Linked DNA regions of Mus musculus: regions 1, 3 and 4 are each linked to region 2. A link is a contact called in public Hi-C, HiChIP or PLAC-seq and promoter capture Hi-C data. All regions are on one chromosome and are shown on one strand. Each heading gives the region's core, a stretch centred on a gene start, on an enhancer-like site or on the middle of the called end of the contact. The rest is flanking DNA. Distances are from core to core; before and after follow the strand shown. Region 1 overlaps Rnf43 (ring finger protein 43). Region 2 holds the start of Mks1 (MKS transition zone complex subunit 1). Region 3 holds the start of Cuedc1 (CUE domain containing 1). Region 4 holds the start of Rnf43 (ring finger protein 43).

What was found. Promoter capture Hi-C pulls out the DNA fragments that hold promoters and counts their contacts. Hi-C and Micro-C count contacts between places; a contact is called where the count stands out from the background. HiChIP or PLAC-seq counts read pairs in DNA pulled down with a chosen protein or histone mark.
Region 1: a contact with region 2 is called in a Hi-C map of CD4 T cells, with 3 times the contacts expected there. The contact joins the enhancer-like site here to the promoter of Mks1 in region 2. A contact is called at or near these places in 1 of 39 promoter capture datasets (macrophages), 1 of 484 Hi-C or Micro-C datasets (CD4 T cells) and 3 of 9 other capture datasets (adipose tissue, liver and pancreatic islet).
Region 3: a FOXA1 HiChIP or PLAC-seq map of pancreatic cancer cells shows a contact between it and region 2. The contact joins the promoter of Cuedc1 here to the promoter of Mks1 in region 2.
Region 4: a promoter capture Hi-C map of macrophages shows a contact between it and region 2, with 7 read pairs. The contact joins the promoter of Rnf43 here to the promoter of Mks1 in region 2. A contact is called at or near these places in 13 of 39 promoter capture datasets (the 3T3-L1 cell line, 3T3-L1-derived adipocytes, the C10 cell line and 9 more), 2 of 115 datasets of contacts at active chromatin or transcription factors (bone marrow-derived macrophages and memory CD8 T cells) and 3 of 9 other capture datasets (adipose tissue, liver and pancreatic islet).

Annotation. Positions count from the first base shown.
Region 1 is chr11:87,718,259-87,721,055 of GRCm38.p6, forward strand. It overlaps Rnf43 (ring finger protein 43), which reads left to right. Exons shown (of 10, transcript NM_172448.4): 3 at 120-242. Among named protein-coding and RNA genes, the nearest start is that of Supt4a, 18 kb to the right of the region's middle. Within about 2 kb of position 1,488, at least 53 of the 459 cell types and tissues checked have an H3K27ac peak or open chromatin away from gene starts, as enhancers often do.
Region 2 is chr11:87,851,701-87,854,800 of GRCm38.p6, forward strand. Mks1 (MKS transition zone complex subunit 1) reads left to right here and starts at 1,515. Exons shown (of 18, transcript NM_001039684.3): 1 at 1,515-1,629; 2 at 2,037-2,146. The coding sequence starts at 1,550.
Region 3 is chr11:88,097,696-88,100,657 of GRCm38.p6, forward strand. Cuedc1 (CUE domain containing 1) reads left to right here and starts at 1,451. Exons shown (of 11, transcript NM_198013.3): 1 at 1,451-1,648. 2210416O15Rik (RIKEN cDNA 2210416O15 gene) reads left to right here and starts at 363. Exons shown (of 4, transcript NR_045499.1): 1 at 363-433; 2 at 520-622; 3 at 974-1,057; 4 at 1,167-2,412.
Region 4 is chr11:87,661,652-87,664,660 of GRCm38.p6, forward strand. It overlaps Rnf43 (ring finger protein 43), which reads left to right and starts at 1,436. Exons shown (of 10, transcript NM_172448.4): 1 at 1,436-1,571; 2 at 2,485-3,009. The coding sequence starts at 2,965.

The DNA.
Region 1 (2,797 bases), core at 238-2,737, 130 kb before region 2:
AAAACCAAGGCCAACTTGGAACCTGCCTAGAATACTATAGCTGTGCTTGATTCTTGTCCATGGCTCACAGCTGCCTGCTAGAGTTTGTCTAACCCAGATGTCTGTCTGTCTCTCTGCAGTCCCACCCCCTGTACCTGTGCAACGCCAGTGATGACGACAACCTTGAGCCTGGGTTCATCAGCATCGTCAAGCTGGAGAGCCCTCGACGAGCTCCTCGCCCCTGCCTGTCACTGGCCAGTAAGGTAGGGCCTCACGCCACACTCCTCTGCTGCATCCAGCATGGGCCATGAGCACCCCCAGCTCTCGAGTTCCCTTGTCTCAAGAATGATAAGCCCACAGGGCGGTGGTGGCACACACCTTTAATCCCAGCACTTGGGAGGCAGAGACAGGATCTCTGAGTTTGATGCCAGCCTGGTCTACAGAGAGAGTTCCAGAACAGCTGGAGCAGGACTATACAGAGAAGCCCTGTCTGGGAAAACACCCCCACACACACACACACACACAAAAATTAAGAGAGAGAGACAATGGCAATAACCTTGAGGCTAGAGAGGTGGCTGAGCTCAGTGGTTAAGAACTCTGGCTGTCCTTCCAGATCTGAATTCAATTCTCAGCACCCACATGGTAACTCACAACCATCTCTAACTCAGTTCCAGGGACTCTGGTGCCCTCTTCTGACCTTCATGAGCACCAGGAACACAGGTGGTCCACAGACAAACACACACATTCAGGCAAAACACCCACACACATAAAATAATACAAATAGTTTTAAGAATGCTAAGCCTGCCAGGCAGTGGTGGCACATGCCTTTAATCCCAGCACTTGGGAGGCAGAGGCAGGTGGATTTCTGAGTTCGAGGCCAGCCTGGTCTACAGAGTGAGTTCCAGGACAGCCAGGGCTATACAGAGAAATCCTGTCTCAAAAAACTACCACCACCACCAACAAAAAAGAATGCTAAGCCTGATTCCCTCAAGTTCCCCCAGCTTATAACCCATCCAGGAGAGGTAGAAATGCACGCTTTTGTCCTTAGTCAACCCACCAGTCCTAGAACTTTCTGGAGTTTCATCCCAGCATGAGCTCTGACCCCACCCCTGCCCTCTACTCCCTCACCCCACTCCATCTCTTAGAAATTCATGAGGATTTTCCCTTCCTCAGTACAAGAACAATCAGGGGACGTAGGGGGTGGGGTATCACTTTGTTCCATGCCTCGGAAACATCTGAGCCCCCTTTCCTATGAACAGCAAAGTGGAGCCTGGCATGATGGCACTTGCCTTTGAGCCCAGCACTCAAGAGGCAGAGCCAGGGTTACTGAGCGCTGGAGGCTGCCTTGGGCCGGATAGAGAGTACCAGGTCAGTCAGTGCTGGGTAAGAAAGCCCCTACGCAGACAGGGAAAATGGAATACTGAGTGGAAGGAAGCTACCACTCTCTATAACAGCCTTTACACGTTTCCTGTGAGGTTTGTTACTTCACTGCAAGCTCCCTTGCACAAGGGCTGTGTGTGTAAATTAGGGCTGGGGATCCGGCTTGTGTGGCAGAGCGCCTGCCGAGGCTGCACCAGGCCCTGGGTTTGTTCTCTAACATTGCCCAAAGCCAGGCTTGGTGCTTATATAATCACAGCCCTCCAGGATGAAGGCAAGACAATTAGAAATTCAGTCACCTCAGTCACACACTGTGAGGACAGCCTAGGATATATGAGATTCTGTCTCAAAACCAAAACAAGAACTCAAAGAAGCAAACAAAAATACCTCCCACTAAAATGTAAGTTAACTGCCACACTTTAAAAAACTGAAAATAGGCAGCGGGGCGTGGTGGTGCACACATCTAATCCCGGCACTCAGGAGGCAGAGGCAGGCAGATCTGAGTTTGAGGTCAGACTGGTCTACAAATTGAGTTCTAGGAAAGTCAGGGTTACACAGAAAATCTCTGTCTCAGAAAAAAGAAAAAAAAACCCTGAAAATAATGATGCAGGACTTTAATTTCAGCACTTGGGAGGCAGAGGTGGGCAGATCACTGAGTTCCATGACAGCTAGGGTGACACAGAGAAACCTTGTCTCAAAAATCATAAATAAATAAATAAATAAACGCTTAAAATAATTTAAAATGTTAGAACTCAGGAGACTATAGCAGACAGATCATAAGTTTTAGACCAGTCTGGGCTACACAGAGAAATGTCTCCAAAACCCAAACTAAGCTAACCACACAAGCAGAGCCCCTGAGAGCCCGACTGCTCAGCAGCGCTCACTGCGCCGCCTCCTGTCTCACGGATGCAGTTGCTCGGCTTTCCTGAGCTCTCTGGGTTGCTGGCCTGCTACCTGCCACCTGGGATCCTTCACTGAAAATGACAGTTACGGTTTTCTGTATAGCTTACCCAGGAGAACATGGACCAGATCCTTTGTATTTATTTTGGATTTTGAGAAAGAGTCTCACTCTGTAGCCCAGGCTGGCCTCTGGCTCTCCTCCGTAGTTCTGCCAACTGGGGACCCCCGTGTGCGGTGCGAGCGCCTGAGCCCACGGAAAGCCTTTCTCATTCACAGCACCATAGGCCACGGGCCACAGTCCTTTACAGCTGCAGATTTTCTTCTGACTGGAGCCTCCCTACTTATGGGTATTTAGTCTCTCCTGCTTTACAAAATCTGGAGAAATGTTTGTTCAGGAAGCACGGGCTCAGGGCGTAGCAAGCTGGGAGCGGACAGAGAATTCAGAGAGGCTCAGAGGGAGTTTCCCCCGCATCTCTTTACCTTCTACAGAAGGGACATGTGCTTATTCTAGAAACTTCACAGAAAGTGCGACACCTAACTC
Region 2 (3,100 bases), core at 265-2,764:
CAGACCAGGTTGGAATCTGTTTTTCCCACGTCAGCACTCATTAATACACCCCATACTTAATTCCTGGCCCTTGGTAACTTCATCCTTTAAATAGGAATAAAGTACCTCTTGGAGAGGTTTTTGGGAGGGTTACAGGCAATACAAATGAAAAATGAGTAGGTGCTATTTGTGGTGAGTTCTTAGTGCACACAATGAATAGTTAGGTGCTCATGATTTCTCTGCTCTATAATCGGATGGCCATGAAATGTCCCAGGCCAGGCAACAATTGCTTATTCGGATGAATAAGTAGCAACCGTCAAATACTAATTGTCAATATTGATATTGCCAAACTGCCGGAATTAAACTTATACCATCTTTCCTTGGATGTGCCAGTGAACCATGACTTCTGAATGTCACTCTGGTGGTTTTTCAGGGGCTGGCTCGGAGTCTTAACTGGTTAATAATCCAGAACCAACATGCCCCAGGGAAAACACCCTTTCCTTCCTTTCTGCTGGCTTCCTTGTTTTTTATTTCTCTGGCTCAGTGCATACCAACAAAACTACTAATATACCTGCCCCACAGGTTTTTTTTCTTCCAGGAATGTTTTCTTTCTTTTTTTCTTTTTCTTTCTTTCTCTTCTTCTTCTTCTTCTTCTTCTTCTTCTTCTTCTTCTTCTTCTTCTTCTTCTTCTTCTTCTTCTTCTTCTTCTTCTTCTTCTCCTCCTCCTCCTCCTCCTCCTCCTCCTCCTCCTCCTCCTCCTCCTCCTCCTCCTCCTCCTCCTCCTCCTTCTTCTTTCTCTTTTCTTTTCCTGTCTTTTCTTTTCTTTTTCCTGAGACAGGGTTTCTCTGTATAGCCCTGGCTGTCCTGGAACTCACTCTGTAGACCAGGCTGGCCTCGAACTCAGCAATCTGCCTGCCTCTGCCTCTCAAGTGCTGGGATTAAAGGCGTGCGCTACCACTGCCCGGCTGTTTTTTAATTTTTGTTTGCATGTCCTTTTAGTCATATCCACCAACTGTTTAGGCCTGAGTTTTCTCTCCTTAAATTTTTTTAAATTTATTTTATGCATAATGGTGAACATGTTTGTGCAACACATGTGTACTGTAAGGCGGCAAGGTGTCTGACCCTTTGGAACTGGAGTAGAGACAGGTGTGAGTGGCCATCTGGGCCTGCTAGTTCCTCTGAAAGTCCAGTCACTAACCTCTTAACCACTAAGCCATTTCTCCACGCCCCCTAGGCCGAAGTTTTCAAATGTTCAGTGGAAGGCAGTGTTTGATCAGAAAGTAAGGACTCAGGTCACCTGGTTCTGGCCACCATCACCATTTTTGCACCTAAACAAAGTAGCTGATGGCGGTTTTCTCTTTTGTGCAGTGCACCAACTTTCACCTTGGGTGGAGGTGAGCTTTACTCACACAGGACAGCTGAGGGTCCCGCTGCCAGGCTAGGGACTGGCTCCCGCAGACGTGGAGAGCTGCGCGCGCAGCGCCTCCCTTGCCTAAGAAGCCAGCGTCTCCGTTGCCAGGGGAACGAGGCACCACGCTTTCCGGCGCGGTCGCAGCGCGAAGCAGCTGTCATGGCGGAAGCGGTCTGGAGCACTGACACCGGCGAGGCCGTGTATCGCTCCCGGGACCCCGTGCGCAACCTGCGCCTCCGGTAGTCACTCGACCCCAGTTTCAGGGCCCCCTAACTTTATGCTCCGAGGCCCCCTAACTTTATTCCACCCTAAGCTTTTAGATGCTCAGAGGCCCCTACTTCCGCTTACAATCCCAACTACTTCCTCTGCCATCTCTGCGCGCGTCTTGTTATCAGGATCTTTTTCCACTGAAAGCTTCCAAGTACACCTTTCAGATTCACCCTGCCCAAGTCCCTTCAAGTTCTCGCCACTTTCAAACCCCTCGGGTCCCTGTGCTGATTTATCCAGCAGACGCCCCTACCCACCTCTTCTTTGCAGCAGCCTTGACTTCTCTGCCTCTGTGATTTCTTTCCCCGATTCATGCTCTGTATATCTCCTTGCTGTGTGTCTCTGACACGCGTATTTGGGGCTTCTCTTCTCTTGACAGAGTTCATCTGCAAAGAATCACATCAAGCAACTTCCTTCATTACCAGCCTGCTGCCCAGATGGGGAAGGACCTCATAGACTTGGCCACTTTTAGGCCTCCGCAAGCTGCTAGTGGGTGTTTGTGATGACGCTACATTCATTTGAGACTAAGGCAGGGGTGCGGGGCAGTAGAGGTACAGAGGAGGAACGGAAGGCTCAGAGAGGTTGAGTTTATTGCCCAGTGTCACCTAGCCGAGGAATATAGAAGCATTTGAATGAACCTGGGCAATCATCTTTTTAATTTTTTATTATTTATTTATTTTTTTACATTGTAATTTACTTTTGTGTGTGTGTGCACGCCCATGCCACAGTGCGAGAGTGAAGTTCAGGGGATAACTTTTGCGAACCAGTTCAGTTATCTCTTCACCAGATGAATCCTGGGGCTTGAGCCATCTTACCCGAGTTGTGACTTGGGGGATGGGGAAAGGACTTCTAAGAGAAATATGTTCCAAACTCCAAATGTATGTATAAATACACTTAAAAAACAATTTTAAAACAGGAGTTTGCACGAAAATATGATTTTTTCCTCTTGCCTTGAAAGCCAAAAGAAAGGACAGGACCGTCGTGTTTGGCCAATAATTTTTCATGCTTTTGTCATTGTTCTTTCTACTCAGAAATATTCTTAGGCAAAAAGGGTAGCCTGGCAGATCACAAATCATGCATCTTGTGTTTCTGGATGATTCGGTGGTGGTTTCAGAAAAACATCAGGGTCCTTATCTAGCAAATTCAGCCAGGATTGAGGAAGGGCTGGCCCTTCAGCCTCTAGCTAAACTCTAGTGCCTTATACGGGACTAGAGAATGTTTCTTGGAAGGCAGAGCTACCTTTTATTCAAATTAGAGTAATGATTAGGACACCTCAGGCCCTAATCTTGCTTCTAGTATTAACCAAAGTATGTCCACCACCTGCATTCTATGTTTAGAGTGAGCGCTTAGTGAGTCACTAAATTCCAGTGGGGTTTGCGGTCAATGTGAGTAGGGACTTTGAAGGCAGACCTGGTGGTATACACGTGTAATGTCAGCGTTTTT
Region 3 (2,962 bases), core at 201-2,700, 250 kb after region 2:
GTGTAGGGAGGCAGGACTGGGAAGCTGCTTCCGGAATCGACCCCAAAGGAGGACATTGAAAAGCTCACAGACAGGCTACTTCAAGGGTGACAATCACAGCGACTAGCTGGCTTTGCTAACGACTTGAATGAAAATACATTTCATAAGCATCCTAGAGGCACGCACAAACAGGAAAATCTCCAGATTGGTAGCCCCCACCCCAACCCCAAGTCCTGAAATGTCAAAGTGACTGGGACAGATTAGAGAAAGATTCTGCCAATAAGCAGAAAAGTGACAGGTGAAGTTAACACTACAGTATAAAGTGACAAACTCGATACCATCATCTAGGCTTTACTGGCCGAGAGGATAAATCCTGAGCGCTTGGTGACATCTCAGTCAGCAGCCACATCGGAGGACTTCAGAGTCAGAATTTTTCACGTGGGGTCCTGATAGTGTGAGGGTTCCCGGAAGCCGGGTGAAGGGGCATGGGCAGAGGGGCCGAAGGGAACAAGGGATTCTCAGAGGTGGGGTTTCTCCCAGGGTATCCTCAGATTCCACCTCGCTGAAGAAATTACCCTTGACAAGCAAAGGATGGAGACTCTGGGGCCTTGGTTTGTGATTTTCACCATCAGATGTCTCTTGGGTGAGCATGCCCAGACTTCTCAGCAAAGATTGTAAGTCTTCGGAAGAGGAGAGGGCTGTGTGCAGGGCTCCACACACAAATGGGCAGGCTCTTCCATCATTCCCTCTGTTCCCTTTTCTCATCTCCAAATTAGTGCACAAAACCAAACCACTTGGAAAATTAACCAGTTGATCGACCGTTTATTAAAACGTTTGTGGAATCCCTTATCGAGGCTCAGAAGCCTTTGAAGTAATGGCGAATGCTGGGTGGAGATAAGATGTTAGTGGGTGGTAACTTTGATTTTCCTAATCAACTTCACGATTTCCTCTGGCCTCAATATTACATTTTATTTCCTGAACTCTAACTCCGCAGAGCTGCCACTTTCCCACACTCCTGATGTCCCCAAGCCCAGAGAGGTTCGTGCATCTTCTACAGCCCTCACTAGTGGCTCCTCGTGTATGTCTGCAAACTCTCAGGTCAGCCTTGCATTTAGGTCCCCCTCTTTCCCAAATTTCCCACGTCTCAGGTCTCCTTGCTTTAACAACCCCTTAAGGTGCTTCCCAAGTCGGCAGAGCCCAAGCGCATCACACCGGGCCATAAAGGGAAGATCACAAGTCCTCAAGAGGAGCGGTCTGTGCAGGAATGCACAGAGGAGACTGTCCCAGTGTCCTCAGAGGCCCCTTGCCCCTTATCCCTCTCCCCTTGCCCCGTATCCTGCGCAACCGCATTGGCCTCGGGATCCCTATTCCTGCTTCCAGTCCTGGGGAGAGGGTCTGGGGGTGTCGCAGCCTGAGCCCCGCCGCGCGCGCAGCCCCGCTCCTCCCCGCGCGCCCCACTTGTGGCCCCGCCGGCAGCTTCGCAGGGACAGCTGCATTTCTCGCCGCCCGCCGCTAGGAAGCCGGCCTCGCCTCGCTTTCTCCGCCTCCCGGCGCCCAGCCGCGCCGCCGCGCCACCAAGCCGGGCTGCCGCTGCCGCCGCGGGACCGCGCCCCTCCCCCGCCGCCCGACCCCAGCGGCCCCGCGGGAGCGGACGCGCGTGCGGTGCTCGGTAAGACCCCGATTCGCTCTCGCCGCCCCTAGCGCGAGCTCGCGGGCGCCGCGCTCCACCCCGGCCCGGTGGCCCCACCTTCCCCGGGAGCATCGCCGAGGCGCGGCCGCGAGGGCCGGGCCGTCGCGAGTTTGAGTCCTCGCGCGGTGGCCAAGGCTGCCCGGGAGCCCGCGGCAGGTCCCCGGCCGCCCTCCCTCCGCCGCTGCCCGCCTCGTTCCTGGTCCTGGGCACAGGGAGCGTGCGGAGGATCCCGGGGCCGCGATCCGAGGGGTGGTCGCCGGCCAGCCGGCGCCGCGAGGAAGGGACGCGAGGCCTTGGGGAGCCTGCTCAACCCGGGTCTCTCTGCTCCCCGGTTCCCCGCTTTGTGTGGACACCCTCCCGGCTTCGCCCGGGCTTGGGGGCGCAGCCTGAATGGCGATGGCGAGGCGGGGGCCTGGGTTGGGAGCTGAACTCCTTTTAGGGGGAGGGGAGAATCGTTTCCTGCTCCCGCCGTGGTCACCGGTCGGTTCAGCCTTTTCTGGTCCCACCCGGTCCCCTGGGAGCTGCGTCTCTCCGCGACCCGGCTGGAGAAAGTTCAGAATGCGCTGTCCCCGCCCCTGCTCCCCCGCCCCTCGAACTCTGAGTGCCTGGGGCGCTGAGCTCCAGGGGGCCGGGGCTTGCCTTTATTCCTTCAGCGCTCTTGGGTTTCTCTCTGAATGGTTGGTGGCTTGCCACCCCAGCATGGGCTTGTCCATTTTCTTTCCTTAATAAAAAGTTTCAGCTTCAAGAAATTCATACTGCTATTAAATTCCTGGAGAGGGTGTTTTAAGGAAGAGAGATTTTTAGATTTCCTTTATTTGTTTGTTTATTTACTTATTGTAAGAATAGAGGGTGGGGGTGGATAATTGGGAAGATAGTGATGAGATACCCTAGAGGTGACGTCGGATAGAAGACCATGTGCCTTGGTCACCACCTGGTCCTCAGTAGCCTGAAACCCAGGAAATACACCTTGCAACACCCTGAGCCACCTGGCCCAGGAGAAGGGGTTCTGGAGTTGCTCTGGCCCTCCCAGCCCTAAGGTTCTTTACAGACCTATGGAGTTAACTATGTATGCTGTTTGAAGGCAGTGTGTGATACTAGGAGTCTCCTTATCTTATAGATGTCATCTCATTATGAAGTTTGGCTCCTGCTGGATCGAATGTGAAGTGGGACCTCCGTTTAAATGGAGGGATGGTACCTTTCTTTATGTAGCTTGGCTTGGGCCACCAGAGGTTCATCCAGAAGGTTGGATTGGAAATCACCCGTCCACACTCTCTTGCTGGATGGAGCAGGAGA
Region 4 (3,009 bases), core at 186-2,685, 190 kb before region 2:
ATCAAATACAATTTTAAAAAGAAATGTCAAATATAATTTGAAAATTTAAATATTACAGTATTCAAATATGAAGATTTACAAAGAACTATATTGCATGAAGGTAGTAATTAGCTAAATTTAATCTCTTTACCTATACTGTTTTTATTAGACATATTTAACTTTTAAGAAAAGATTCATCTTGTGTGTATGGGTGTTTTGTCTGCAGTGCCTGTGGAGGCCAGACAAGGGTGTTGAATTCACTGGAAATGGAGTTGTAGATGGTTGTGAGCCACCATGTAAATGTTGAAAACTAGACTTCAGCCCTCTGGATGAACAGGCAGCCAGTGCTCTTAACCACTGAGCCACTGCTCCAGCTCCAAGCATAGGTTTAATGCTTAGCTTCTATATGCAGACTAACTTAGAGTCTTACACTGGAAGAATAGGTTTGACCCAAAGAGTAAGAGAGAAATAACAGATTCCAGACTTCTGACAGCAACCTGATTCGAGAGATCCATCCAGGTGCAGTTTAGGCAGAACTACTGAACGTAGTAAGAACTGAAGAAAAGCTATGCAGAAGTCTTTATTCACAGTGGCAGACATAAGCAACAAGTACTCAGTATAAGATCTCTCAATTCTGGCTTTGTGCCATTTGTAGACACTAAAACATGGGAAGAATAGAGATCTATTTGAATTTGTAACTGCAAGACTTTGCGCCGTTCTTTTGTCTTTTGGATGTCTTTGTTTTCTGTTCCGTTCCTCATACCGCCGTCAGTGTGCTAGTGCTTACAGAATAGACACATTTGGGTGGCCCTGATTTATCTCCTGTGGGGAAAGGTAAGGACTGATTGAACTGCATGCAGTTGGGCTGTCGCTCACTAGGGGGAGTAAAAGAGCAAGAGACAGAAAGAGACCGAGAGAAGACTTTTGGTTAAATTAGTGAGTGCGTGCACCAAGAGGAGGAGGGGCCGGCTTGCGTGTAGCGGCTCCACCCTCACTTTGTCAGCAGGTAGAGAGCGTGATTGCAGTCCCAGGGGAAGAAGTCAGAGCTGGTACACCAATTACAAACCACAGGTTTCCTGCTGTAGGGAGCTGATCCAGAATTGTCTTTCTTGAAAGGAAGCACTTCAACCCTGCCTCCTCCTGAACTTCCAAGTCCGTCCATGATTCAGGGATACCGTCTTCTCCCTCTGGGATATTCTGTGATTTGGGTAGTGACTGTTCTATTTGCTGCTTCGTTTCTCATCTCTTCCAAGATATTCCGTACAGAGGCGGAGGGAGAAGACTTTTGTTAGATTTTAGAGATGATTTTGGCTCATCTTTAAGCATTTCCAGAGTTCTTGAGGAGGACAGTAGCTCTCGTCTTGGAATAAGTTTTTGCCTGATCTGCGTGGATTACTTTTTCGGGCTTCGGAATTTCTCAGCACCTACCTGTAGTGCGAGCACTTGGTCTGATTGCAGAGTGAGAAGGTGGAAGCCGGAGCCGTACTGGGTTAAGCAGCTCAGGTCTTTTTTTAAAGCAGGATTTATAAATGCACAATTGAATTTGTTTCATCCCCGTGCCGTGGACTCCAGTGGGCCCGACAGCGCAACAGGTTTGCAGATTTCTTTTGAAATTCTTTCGTGTTTTCTCCCTCCCTCTGTCTCAGCGAAAGTAAAGAATCTATAGAACAGGTTTGCGTTCAGACGCTTGGCTTTTCAGCACTTACTCTGAAGACTTTATAGGATTTTTAAATGACTTCAAAAGGCAGCATACTTTGTGGGTGAAGTGTATTTATAGTTACTTAAGGGTGCGCATTTTAAAAATCTGATGTTTATAAAGAGTCCAAAGTTTCCTAGGAACATAGAAATAACCCAGGTCTCCTCAGCCTGATTTTTTTCAGGGCGCTCAACTTAGAGCCTCTCTACCCCCCTATCTTTTATTCTCCGCCCCCTCAAGGAATTTGAAAACTTAGGAATAGTCCTTTGTTTTTCTCCTGAATCTAGAAGATTACAGATTGTAAAGTCTGGATGTGTTTCCACAGCATTCTGAGGAAAGTCAAAGCGCTTGGCATTCTCAGACTGGAGAATAAACTCTGGGATCCCTAAACGAGAAAGGAAAGTGGAAACAGAAATATGAATTTTAGCTGGGAAAATAATTGCAAAGCTAAACTTTTCAAGTATCTCAAAAGGGAAGTTGGAAGAGATTTTGATACTCAGATTAATTGTGTCGTATGTCAAAGATATATGAATTTGTGCCTAATTTTACAGGCACTTTTGGTGGAACACACACACACAAAATAATATATTGTAGTTCTTTAAAAGTATATAAATTCAGTAGGCCTAGAACTCTGGACTATGCTGAAACACAATTTAGCATGGACATTTTAATTAAGAGTATATGCTTCAGCATCATTAGACATCCCTCCAGGTGGGGCCTGATTAGTTCCCACTCTTCCCCTATTCAAAAGAAAACCTCCTCATGGACTTTAGCCATTTATGGTTGACATTTTTTTCTGGCTTAAAAAGGGCAGCATGTCTTCGTGTTCTGAGCTGAAGTTCCTCCCTCACCTCCGATGCGCTGCTTTAGCCGTTTACTGACCTTGTTTTCTTCATCGGCCTCGGGTTTAGTGCCTCAGGAATCTGATACATATGGAAGACCAGCAGCAAGTGATCTGACATAATACCAATCCATGTTTGTATCTAAAGCACATTTGGAAATTCCAAAGAGAAGAGGTGGCATTTCTGTATTCGCAGTGACGATGGGAGAAAAGGACATACCTGCCCCAGAGGTGGGCTGAAAAGGCCATCTTCTGCTCCCAATCAGGAATACCCCCTGTGCTTGGGAATCTACGTTAGAAAAAGGAAGGACCAGAATCTGACTTGGCTCTCTGAAACGGAGGGCTAGCACTTCTCCCCATTCGTTTTCTGCATTGAGGACCTGCCTTTGGGATGAGCTGGTAGTAGAAGCGGTATGCATGGCCGAAGAGCATTGATGCAGCTGGTAGCATGAGTGGTGGCCACCAGCTGCAGCTGGCTGTCCTCTGGCCCTGG